Linked DNA regions of Ovis aries: region 1 is linked to region 2. Evidence: chromatin contacts called from public Hi-C data. All regions are on one chromosome and are shown on one strand. The core of a region is the stretch at or near the end of the contact, and the rest is flanking DNA. Distances in the headings are between cores, read along the strand shown.

What was found. A called contact is a pair of places that touch in the nucleus more often than the background predicts.
Region 1: a contact with region 2 is called in a Hi-C map of tail adipose tissue, with 2.2 times the contacts expected there. The contact joins the promoter of PRICKLE1 here to the enhancer-like site in region 2. A contact is called at or near these places in 2 of 16 Hi-C or Micro-C datasets (omental adipose tissue and tail adipose tissue).

What each region holds. Positions count from the first base shown.
Region 1 is chr3:144,345,447-144,351,898 of ARS-UI_Ramb_v3.0, reverse strand. It overlaps PRICKLE1 (prickle planar cell polarity protein 1), which reads right to left and starts at 2,783. Exons shown (of 10, transcript XM_060412711.1): 1 at 2,702-2,783. It also overlaps the pseudogene LOC101110139.
Region 2 is chr3:144,247,165-144,253,160 of ARS-UI_Ramb_v3.0, reverse strand. No RefSeq gene overlaps it. Among named protein-coding and RNA genes, the nearest start is that of TRNAC-GCA, 15 kb to the left of the region's middle. Within about 2 kb of position 2,255, at least 6 of the 54 cell types and tissues checked have an H3K27ac peak or open chromatin away from gene starts, as enhancers often do. A contact at or near this core is called in tail adipose tissue, where this site is marked.

The DNA of each region.
Region 1 (6,452 bases), core at 1,534-4,033, 98 kb before region 2:
CAAAATAGAGATTTTCAAGTTCATCAGCAGTGTGCCAACTTTCAACTGTGGGTAATGTCCATTTATTTCTAGCACCTTTTAGTTTTAATATGTAGAGCACATGCATTGTTAACCTTTAAATCCTTTGTATAAACATTTCTGGAAGGGCTTTAAAACATCTCCTCTGTATTTCCTGACTTGCCAGTTGACGGCATTTAGGAACTCCCTGGTACCAGCAGGTGCTGTATTTTGCTTTCTTCAGGTTCCAGCTGGGCTACAATGACAGATTCCTGTCCCAGGCCCGGCCCAGCCACCTAGGCTGGGACCACATGGAGGCAAACTGAACCGGGCCCCACCAGACAGCAAGATAAATGGCTGCTGTTTAAGTTTAAAATCCCCTGGTGGGAGTAAATATTGTTCCAGAGAAAAAGGCTTGACAAATATTGCGTCATTCTTCCAGAGCTGTCTTGATTAAAGCAGGATCTTTGGATTAAGTTGGTGCTCAATTCAGAATGTATCTATCTTGCTGTCATGGGATTTCTTTTCCCCCTTCCTAAAGTCTGAAAACAGACATATTGTTGGGAATGGTCAAACAAGGCTACCGCCTCCCAAGCGGCTAGAGTCCACTCTGATAATAGAAGGCGACTGAACACTTCACTGAGGATAATGGAGACAGCAAAGGCTTAGTGGGAAAAGGCCAGTTGTCACCTAAGTGACAGGCAACAGCTGAGCTCACACATCTGGAGCCAGACCAGGGCAAATATTCAGCAACCCTCACCCGTCTACACCTTGGGTTTGTCTGAAGTAACAGATGGAAGTTCCTTTTACTCCAAAAACACATTAAAAAATATCTGACAGTGAACCACATTGATTATGTAACATCAGCAGCAAACACCCTTCTGAAGTACTGGTTAAAATTGGGAGCTAGACAAACTACCGCAGGTACAATTTCATCACATACAACCTCTTCTCCATAAAACCCATCCTAAAAGCCACATATATATGCATGCTTTTTATAGCACAAATGCAGCTGAATTCCTTGGGAGAGGCAAGATCCTTACATGTTCTTTTCCTTTAGGCAGTTCCCATGCCGTGTTCTTCACCTTGCTCAGGGCCGCAGTGGCTCTGCCTTCCATACTCTTCAAGAAATCAGCAACCAAACGTGTTTGGCTTGTGATTCTGAACCCTCCTTAGGCAAGCTGGAACGCAGAGCGGTGCCAGCCGTCCTTCCCCCACCCCCACCTCCTTCTTCAGCCTCCTGAAGACAATCTGTGGACAATTTCCCCAAAGTCCCCAAAATAACACGGCACTGCCAATAGTCACTGGCGATGCCGTTTGTTTTTCTTAGAGGGCAATGAAAATTTAACAGCTTTCTGCTGCATCCTGAGTCCGGGTCCTGCTAATTATTAACATGCCCAGTTTCTTTAACTTTTTCTGCCTAAAAGGAAGTCGACGCTCCCATTCTTTCCCATATTCGTGTTACACGCAGAAAACAGCTCTGCTGGGGCGGGAGGTAGGGGGCTGATGCACCCCAGGAAAAAAGCAATCGACCCTTTCCCCGGAGTGTTAGGGGAGAGTCGGCAGCCTGCCTCTGGACGCCGGTAGGTGACAGGCGATCCTAAGCGGCGGACACTGACCAATGCGCCCTGGCCTCCCTGCGCCCCGCAGCGCCCCAACTCTGGGGCCCCTGAACGGTTTCCACGCAGGGAAGAATCAAAGGAAGAGTTGGTTGTGCTGCAGCCAACAGGAGCGGTGCGGGCAGGCTATCTGAAGCCCTCTGGTGCCGCAGCCCCAGTATCTGCTTTCACTGTCTACACAGCCCAACAAACCGGTTATGCCCATCTCCCGCATCTTCTGCGACACCGAACCACTCCGAGTGTCAGACGCCCCGCAGTGACGCGGACCTTTTCGGCCCTTACCCCGCGGCGCTAGCCGCCCACCGCCGCACCCGCAGCCCCTCTGCAGAGCCCACTCACCTCAGAGAGGGAGCGGGACTCGGCTGGACGGTCGTCGACTCTGCGTCGGCTCTGCGGACCCGCGCTCCGCGGTGTCAGCGGCGGGCGAAGGCGGGCAGCGCAGAAACCACCCGGCACCCGGGACGTGGCCGTTGCGGCCGCGGCGCCCCTCGCGGAGGTCAGCGCTGGCGGCGCGAGGCGGGCACGCTCCGGGGCGCGCTGTCTGGCGCGGCGGCCGCGGGAGGCGGCGCTCGCGGGGCTGCAGGCGGAGTGCGCCCGGCTCCCCAGCCCTCTCCGCGCCGCCGCGCACCCCGCCCTCGGCCGCCCGCCCGGCGCGAGCGAAAACGCGGAGCGCGGAACCCGCCGCGGGATCCGGGCCGCGCGCGCCCACGCGGCCCCGGCTCCGCTGCGAAAGGCTGGCGGGTCGGCGCCGGATTCCGGCGGCCGAGGGCGCGCGGAGCCCGGGCTGGTTGGACCGGCTCGGCGCCGCGGGAGGGCTGAGCTGAGTCCGCGCAATCTGCGGGATGAAGTTCGCCTGGGCGCAGCCGGGGTTCTCAAGTGCAGTCGGGTCTTCTCTGCCCCGCCCCCAATTATACGCTTTTTTTTTTTTTTTTTAAACCAAGCATTCTGATGGATGGAAAGACAGGAAGGGTGAAGGAGCAAAAAAGACAAACCCAATTTCCTCTGATCAAACGGTTTCGGGGTTGCCTATTTGGGGTTCTTTTCCTTTGGCTTGGTCGGGGCGGGATAGTTAATTAAACTCTTACTTCGATTCCTTCCGGCGCGCCTCGCCTCACTGGGGACCGGATTGTACTCGATCCTATCTCGTGTAGTCCCGCAGGCTGGGCTGTCTCCACCTCCGAGCAAGAAGCCACAGATTCAGCCTGCCCTCCCCTCCCACCCTGGTCATCTCAATAAAAACTCAAGAGTCTGAGGAGCGCATGTGAAAACCTCAGCTCGTCGCAACGTCCCGGCCTGAGCCAAGTTAGCGTGTCGCACTTAGAGTCGTATTCAAAATACTACTTTCATCGCGATGATCATTTTCCTGGCCAAGCTACTCCATGTTTTCAGTCTGCCCAGTCTCCAGGGCTGGGCTCTCAGGCGCATTTTCTCAGATGAAGTGGAGCTCAGCTTGTTGGAAAGTTCTGCCCTGACATCTGTGTCGCCTTAGAACCTTAACCCCCCTCACTCGTTCCAGTTCCAGATCAGTGGAGTTTCATTCCACCGGGGTTACAGAGGGTGGATCGGACAGCAGGTGTTGAGCCCAACTTGACAGGTGTCTCTGAAAATCTAGGGATTCCTTGACCTCTCAATCCCTTCTACTACCCTCTGGGACACTGTAACATCTTCCTGAAAGAAGAGGATGTGTGCATGCGTGAGGGAGGGCGGTGTGTTAATCGATGGATTTTTAAATTTCTTTAAGAAAAATCAAAACAGCTAATTCTAGAAATTTTCGGAGCACCAAATCTCTTCTATTTTAACTGGGAGTAAAATAAGGGAATACTGAACAAATTCTGAGTTGATGAAAAAAGGATATAAAATCAATAACATTTAAGACAAAATGAAGGGGAAATAGTACAAATTTAAGGAAAGTTTGGCCACAGCCCTGTGCTCTGCAATTCCAAATCTGATTTAGATCTCCCTGCGCCGTGAAAACTTTCTCACCTCTAGATTCACCCCTGAGTTTCTAAACTTCTGAGCACAGATCTTTCAGGAAACAAGACTGTTGCTTTTGAAGTAACTCCGCTTGTTCCCGGTGTTTGTACCTGATGGGAATCTGGGGGAAAACAACCTAGGCTGTCTTGCTTCTCAGCATTTTTTTTGGAATTGTGTGTGTTTATCTTAACAGGGTTACAAATGCTTCTATTAAGCTGTAGCCTTTTAGCTTCTACCTAAACTCCAGAACTGTCCAGAAGGCTGACAAAATGATTTATTCCACCCATAGAGGTTGTGAAAATCAGTACTTATAAGGGCAAAGAGTCCACTCTCCATCTGTGGGTGCCTGTCTATTGTTTCAATGGACACCTTCAAGTCAAATTAGTTTTCCAACAAATTGAATAACACTGTGGAATAGAATCAGTGGAGGATGGGGTGGAGGAAAGCATCACTGACCAAGCATCACTGCATCTTCCTGAGAAAATCCTCTCTGATGGACCAGTCGGTACTTGTGGCCAGCAGAATTGGGTATGGAGCAGCTCAAGAGAAGTATATTTATGGAAGGTGCAGTTGGATCTCCCTATTAACTGGAGACAATGCTACTTTCTTATGATGAGAAATAAATCGATAAATCAATCTGATATCAGAGGACTTGGAGCTCTGTGGTGACCTCACAAAAGTTTCATTTGTTGAACACCTATTGTTTGGTAGCAAACATGTTGGGCACTGTAGGGTGTTCACAGTTGCCAGTTAAGGGGATTGCTATCTGTTTAGACAATGCACTGAACAGCATCTTTTGGACCTATTGCAAAGGTGAACACTTGATCTTCAACCAGGACTCCCAAAATTACTTTGGATGGTACATGTGATAATTTGTTTTTAGAGAAATTTGAGTTCAAATCTCTGTCCAGCTGCTTCCCAAATGCAGCCTAGGATAATGTAGTTAGGATGAAAGTGGTGCTTAGGTTCTTCATTTGTAAATGAGGATAATAATATCCATCCCCAGAGAGCTGCTGGGAGGATTGAATGCTAGGCATGCAGAAACGACTCAGCAGGTAGAAAGTTTATACAGTGCTGGTGTATAAGGCATTGTCTCACACCACCCTTCTCTACACCAGCCTCCAAGCAAAGTCCTGTAAGTTAGGAAAGAACTATTTTGGACTTAATCTGAAAAAGTATTCTTTATTGTGGACTATTCAGTTTCTTCTGGGTCTTTTATCCTAATGGTGTTATTTTCTTTGTCTATGCAAACCAACGTGGTACAAAGTCTTTTTTTTTTTTTTAGTAATTTCTTTATTATTATTTATTAAGCACCAGCTTAATACTGAAGACATTTCAAATCACCAGTCAACAACTCATTCTTCCCCACCCAACCCATCCCAAATTCTTGATAAAGAGCTCTTCAAGTAAAGACACTCTTTTCTCGCCTCTGTATAAAACTTTATGAAATAAAGGCAAAGAACTGTGCACATCTTGCTGTAAATGCTGCCCACAGCTGTGGACACAGTGTCTGTCCAAGGCTGTCTTTACTGTACAAGTCCTGAAAGACTCTTGTTCATGAATTGTCTCTTCACAAAGCAAGTCCACCACTTGTTGGGTTTATCCTTCTGAGGGTCAAAAACTTTCTCATAAAGTCTCAGTCCAGCCTCTTGCCTCAGCTGTTGTAAGTAGGCCCTCATCACTTCATCTTCCTATTTGTCTGCAGGTTTGGCATAAATGGCATTAAGTGGAAAACCAAAGGCTCTCGGGGAATGGGAAAATTAGTGATTCTCAGTGTATACATTTCTTTCTCACCTTGGCTTTTAGAATTGCACTTTTGGGTTTCTTTCAACACTCAGAAATGTAGAGAGTTATATATATCAAGGTCCTATAGGCTTCATTGTTAATTTCATAGTTTTTGAAGAAGACATTGGCCTTAAAGTAATAGATACGCTTCATCTACAATATCTGTATCTTTTGTCTCTCTAGGGGCAGGTCCTTTGAACTGACTTCTGATAGGCAACAGTGCCACATTTCCAATGAGTTTGGTGTCGGGGTCTATGAGGGAAGAGTGGTAAGCCGGCATCTTGGAGGTGCCCAGGTCTCAACCCCAATGAAAAGAATCTCCAAATCTTTTATAAATAAATCAATTCACTTAGGGAATGTCTATTTTTCTTTTAAAGCTTTGATAACAAACGCATATTTTTGTAAATGATATCTTTATGCACTGAAGTGTGTCCTTCAAACATTCATGAGTTGGGGTCTTCAATTCCAGTATCTCAGAATGCAATTTATTTGGAAATAGAATCTTTACAGAGATAATCAGGTTAAAATGAGGTTGCTGGGTGAGCCCTAGTCCAGTTTGACTGGTGTTCTTCTAGAAAGAGCAAACACACATGCACATAGGCAGAATAAGGCACGTGAAGAAGGCAGAGGTCAAGGTGATGTGTCTCATAGATAAGCCAAGGAACCACCAGAATCTCAGCAGGAGACTTGGGCATAGATTCTTCCTCATGGTCCTTATGTTAGGAGAAGCACACTGACAGAAGCCACCCACCCTGGGCAGGCACCATAGTAACCATTTGTGCTAAGTTATTTTACAACAGGGAGTCCTACTAAGGAGCACAGAACTAATAAGCCATCACCAACCCGAAGAGTTCAGGAAAGGTCAAATGGAGACGCCACGTGTCCAACCACCTCCCAGAATCCTTCTGCTGGCATCCATCTTGGCTGAGCAATGCATGCGCCACCAGGAAGGACCCTGAGTAGAGTGATTGGCTGGAGAAAACCCAGAAACTAATCCCATCACCATAAAACCTGAGACCGCGTGGCAGAGCAGTTCTCCTGGGTTCCCTGACCTTCATACTCTCCACCAGGGCGCCG
Region 2 (5,996 bases), core at 1,006-3,505:
CCCAATGAAAGGCAATGCCAGAGAATGCTCAAACTACTGCACAATTGCACTCATCTCACATGCTAGTAAAGTAATGCTCAGACTTCAACAGTATGTGAACCATGAACTTTCAGATGTTCAAGCTGGTTTTAGAAAAGGCAGAGGAACCAGAGATCAAATTGCCAACATCTGTTGGGTCATCAAAAAAGCAAGAGAGTTCCTAAAAAACATCTCCTTCTTCTTCTTTGACTATACCAAAGCCTTTGACTGTGTGGACCACGACAAACTCTGGAAAATTCTTAAAGAGATGGGAATACCAGACCACCTGACCTGCCTCTTGAGAAATCTGTGTGCAGGTCAGGAAGAAACAGTTAAAACTGGACATGGAACAACAGACTGGTTCCAAATAGGAAAAGGAGTATGTCAAGGCTGTATATTGTCACCCTGCTTATGTAACTTATATGCAGAGTACATCATGAGAAACGCTGGGCTGGAGGAAGCACAAGCTGGAATCAAGATTGCCGGGAGAAATATCAATAACCTCAGATATCCAGATGACACCACCCTTATGGCAGAAAGTGAAGAAGAACTAAAGAGCCTCTTGATGAAAGAGAAAGAGGAGAGTAAAAAAGTTGGTTTGAAGCCCAACATTCAGAAAACTAAGATCATGGCATCTGATCCCATCACTTCATGGCAAACAGATGGGAAGACAGTGGAAACAGTGACAGAATTTATTTTGGGGGGCTCCAAAATCTCAGATGGTGACTGCAGCCATGAAATTAAAAGATGCTTGCTTCTTTGAAGAAAAATATGACCAACCTAGACAGCATGTTAAAAAGCAGAGACATTACTTTGCCAACAAAGGTATGTCCTGTCAAAGCTATGGTTTTTCCAGTAGTCATGTATGGATGTGAGAACTGGACTATAAAGAAAGCTGAGCACCGAAGAATTGATGCTTTTGAACTGTGGTGTTGGAGAAGACTCTTGAGAGTCCCTTGGACTGCAAGGAGATCCAGCCAGTCCATCCTAAAGGAAATCAATGCTTAATATTCATTGGAAGGACTGATGCTGAAGCTGAAACTCCAATACTTTGACCACGTGATGTGAAGAACTGACTCCTTGGAAAAGACTTTGATTCTGGGAAAGATTGAAGGCAGGAGGAGAAGGGGACAACAGAGGATAAGATGTCTGGATGGCATCACCGACTCAGTGGACATGAGTTTGAGTAAATTCCAGGAGTTGTTGATAGACAGGGAGGCCTGGCATACTGCAGTTCATGGGGTCGCAAAGAGTCGGATGTGACTGAGCGACTGAACTGACTGAGTTGAACTGAATAGCTAACCAGGACAAGATCAGAGGATTTATCTACTCTAAACTTATTCTTAATATTTTAATATGGTTGTAAAGAAAATTGAAACTGCATTACCTCTTTAATTTTAATAGCTCTACCCTGTGATAGAAAGCTATAGGTACTACTTGCTGGAACTCCAGAGCAGAACAGAGATTTAAAAATATTGGAGTTCTTACCTTTTCTCAAGTGGGAACAAATATAATGGTGGTAGTTGCCAATAGTCACCTGCAAGACCACTTCCTTAACTTTCCAGTGGAGGGCTAGGGTATTCCTACTTGCTTCTTTCCACTTTTCCAAGGAATGAAAAGTGAGCATCTCCATCCCCTTGAATCTCTGGAGGTGGAATCCAACAAAAATTGTTTTTGGTGCTACCAACTCTCGCATTTCATCTTTCAGAATAAGTGGCAAGCAGAAAGCAGACACTCTGAATAATTTGGGAAGAGCGGAGAAGTATTTTATTCTCTTTGGGGCTTGATAAGATACTTTGGACAATAGGCTTTTCCTGATCCCAGATGTCTCACTTCTGTATAGTTCATCTCCTTCATCTGTTTAAGAAAATTATAAGCTCTCTCTAAAGCCGTGGGCCTTTGCTCACATGATTTATTCTAGAACAAATGACTCCCTTTACTTTAAAGTCTAGTAGAAATTTACTTTCTTCATGAAAGTTTCATGAGTTGGAGGCAGCCCTTAAACCTTCTTAGCACTTTGTTGGCACTTCTCTTAGAATTCTTAACACCGCCAATGCTTGTTTCCCTGATTAGATTTCAATGCCATTCTTGGCAGGATCACCATCTTGTTCTCCTTCATGACCCCTACTGTGGTTTCTCAGGAAATGCTTGTTGAATTCCATAAGGCAGCCTGAGGTGGTGCCAAAATTGTGCAATCAGAGTCAAGAGACTTGGCTCCCAGTCTCAGGCCTGAGCCAGGTTTGTCAATAAGCAGATCCTGAAATTGGGGTTGTGACCCCTGAAGAGTCTTCACCTTTCTGGGCCTCCGTCTGCTCCTCTGGGAAACAAAAGCTTTAGAGTAGATCAGACATTCTCAACTAGGTATGCTTTCTCAATACAGGTCTGGTTCATCCTTGGTTATACTTCCTTGACTGGATACATGACTTCTGGATGTATGACTTCTGGATAGATGCCTTCTGCTTCCAGAAATAAACATGGGTTTTTGGATGTTGCTGTGGCTTATACAGTTGGATGGAAGGAAGCGAGCAGATTGGGATCACAGGTTAGTACTTCAGAGACATAGCAAAACAGAGTTGAATTAACTTTCTAAATGCTAATAGCTAACATTCATTAATCCAGGCCTTTTGCTAAGGGCTTGAAATGCATTCTCATTTGATCCTCATGATACCCTTAATGAGGCAGGTCCTACTATTACGCGCCCCCCCCCCCTTTATAGATGAAGAAACTGTGGCTTAGAGAGGTTAAACAATGAGGCGGGCTGCTAAACTAGAGCACTGGGACTGATCAAACCTAAGTTCTCTGACTCCAGAACCTGTATTTCTACACACCCTCTGGCTACCTCTCTCTTAGTTTTCACTTATGTAGTAGGAGATATGCTCATATTGTAGGGAGTTGTCATATAGTTCTTAAAAATATTGACTTTATTAGTGTATATAGTTCCTTTCTCTCACTGATGGCTGGCAAGTGAGGTGTACACTCTGTAGTATAATAATCTTTATGAAGACAGGCCATGGAGACATCATCAGGCTATTTAATTTTTGCAATTTGCAGCGTGCCACTCCAGATTTATGCTGCAGTGGCATCTTTTTATCATACATACCAGGACAGACTGTTATATAAAAAGAACTTGCTTTCTGAAAGAAATGCCTGGAGTTGAAGGAAGAGCTGGTGTTATAAGATCACCAAAGACCAGAAAACGGAACACATCTTGTGGAAACTCACCCAGAGTTTTCATTAGTGGGGGGTGGAAATGCTGCTCTGTAATTGCATGGATAGAACCATGATAACCTATTTCCATTTGCAAGATGTTTCACCCCCTAGCATGAGGGAGAACTTAGCACTCATGGCACCCCAGACATCGTACCTGTTTCTGTACGAGAATAACTCCCAGACTGACTTTTTTAACCCCAGTTTCCCTATCACTTCATCGTTTCTAGCTTGCCTTAGTAATGCCTCTGCCATCTTGAATGGCTCTTGGCTTCTGCTGAGCACGACTGCTTTTCCCCTCAGGTGCTTCGAGCACCCGGTTTCCTAGTCTCTGTGGGCAGAACGCCTTTGTGTTCGTCTGATGGGTACTTTGCTGTAAGACCATTTGGTCTCGTAGCCTTTTGTGCTGTTTCTTCCAGTCGCTGCCTGATCTCATGACTTGTACCTGGACGGCATTTCTAAAGTCTCTTTCCACACTCTCCTTTTCTACAGGATATGATCCCCTGTCCTACACACGCAGTGGTTCTCCTCCACCCTTGACCTCTAAACAGTAAAAAAAAAAAAAAAAAATGCTATTACAGACTGGTAAAGTGATCCTTTCCCTTCTAAAGTCAGTGTTACCAGTCCTTGTGCTTGGGGACTGCAGGAGATGAAGGAAAGGCAAAGAAATTGGAAAGGACACCAGTAGGGCTGTGGAGGGCTGGTTCCAGGTGTTGGGCAAAGTCCCCTGGCTGCCTGCTCCTGGGAACCTGGCACGTGATGTCAGGGCCGGGACATGCAGCCTGGCCAAGAGAGGGCTTGAAGACTTGGGCAACTTAGTCACTAACATCTGGGGACTTCAGTCCCTCTACAGGAGAGGTCTCCCTGGTGGCCAGTCTCCCTTCCTTGTATTATTGGAAGTGACAGAGTGCCTCACCAAACAAGTGCATTTCCCAGCCTCCTTGGCAAGAAATATAGCCACACGTGTCTGCCATGATATCTCAGGCAGTTCCATGTGAGTTTAAAGTAGGAGGTAACTGAGTGGGGAAGGGCTCCTTTTTGGCCTTGCCTCCCTTCTTTCCTGCTACCTCCTGTGCAGATATTGGAATTTCAACAGCCAACTTGCACCCTGAGGTGCTTGGGAATAGAAAGTATGCCTAAAGTATTAGTTTTCTACTGCTGGGTAATAAATTACTACAGATGTAGTGGATCAAAGCAACACAAGTTTATTGTCTTACAGTTTCTCTGGGTCTGAGGTCTGGGTAAGAGCTAGTTAGATTTTCTGCTCAAGGTCTCATGAGGCTGAAGTCATTCAGCTGTGTTTTCATCTGGAATTCGGGCTCCTCTTCCAAGCTCATTCAATTTTTGGCAGGATTCAATTCCTTTCAGTGGTAGGACTGAGGTCTTTCTTTCCTGTCCGGGGCCTAGAGGCCACTTGCAGGTTCTAGCCACTTGACTCTTTCATACAAGGCAGTGTTCTTTTTGAAGGGTAGCTTGCAAGTCTCACTCAAGAAGGTTTAAAAGCTAGCTTTTTTAAAAAAAAATACCTTTCATATTTGTAAAAGCTAGCTTTGAATATCTTCCTTTAAGAAGATCTCAGCACCTCTTTTTTTTTTTTTTTTTTTTTGTTCACCTAACTAGGTCAAGCACCCCAGGCTAATCTCCTTTTTGATTAGGTCAAAGGCAACTGATTTGGGACTTTTAGCTGTATCTGCAAAATCTCTTCACCATTGTCATACAACATAACCTAATTATGGTGGTGAGAGCCATCAGATTCACAGCACCTCCCATGCTTACAGTGAGGGCGTTGTTCTGGGCATGTACACTAGGGGCAGGAATCTTGGGACCATCTTGGAGTTCTGCCCACCACAAAGAATGGATGGAGATCCATCCAACAATTACCACCATGTACAGGGCTCCCTAGGTGGTGCCAGTGGTAAAGAACCTGCCTGCCAATGCAGGAGACGTAAGACAGGCGTGTTTGATCCTTGGGTTGGGAAGATCCTCTGGAGGAAGAAGTGGCAACCCACTTAAGTGTTCTTGCCAGGAAAATCCCCATGGACAGCAGAGACTGGCTGGCTACAGTCCATAGGGTTGCACAGAGGCGGACATGACTGAAGTGTCTTAGCACACACTCATGGAGTATTGGTATGCAGAGATCCTGGTTCTTAATGACCTTGGTGCCTCCACCACCTATAGACTGTTCTTCTCTAAAATGGACTTCTTTTAGATGAGAAACATATCCTTGATTTATTGAATCCACAGTATTCAGGCCTCTTTTATCAGCAGCTGAGAACAAATCCTGACTAAGTCAGTGAGGGGGCTGGATCAGATAGTATTTTTCATTCTCTGGAGAAAAGAAGACATGGAATTTGAAGTCAGAAGACCTAGCTCCCAGCTTGGGCTCCCTCATTTATTAACTTTGTAATCTTGAGCAAGTCACTTCATATAGTTGAACTTGAATGTCTTAATTTAAAATGGTGATCATAATCAAACCTGCCTTGCCAACTATACAAGGCTGATGTGAGTAATAAACAGGAGAAATATGCGAAGATGTTTTAAGTACCATAAATCTATGAGCAAATGGTAATGACACGCCATAACCCACCCTTCCTTCTTTCCTTTCTCCTTCTTTTCACAAACAGTTACTCTGCATGAACTATTTGTCCAGCACTGAAATAGTGCCAGACAATAAGACTTGTCAGAGAGAGTTCCTGGTTCCTGCCGCGATGGGACTCAATTCTGTGGGAGAGACAGACACATAGACAGTACAGTGTGAGACTTGCTCCGAT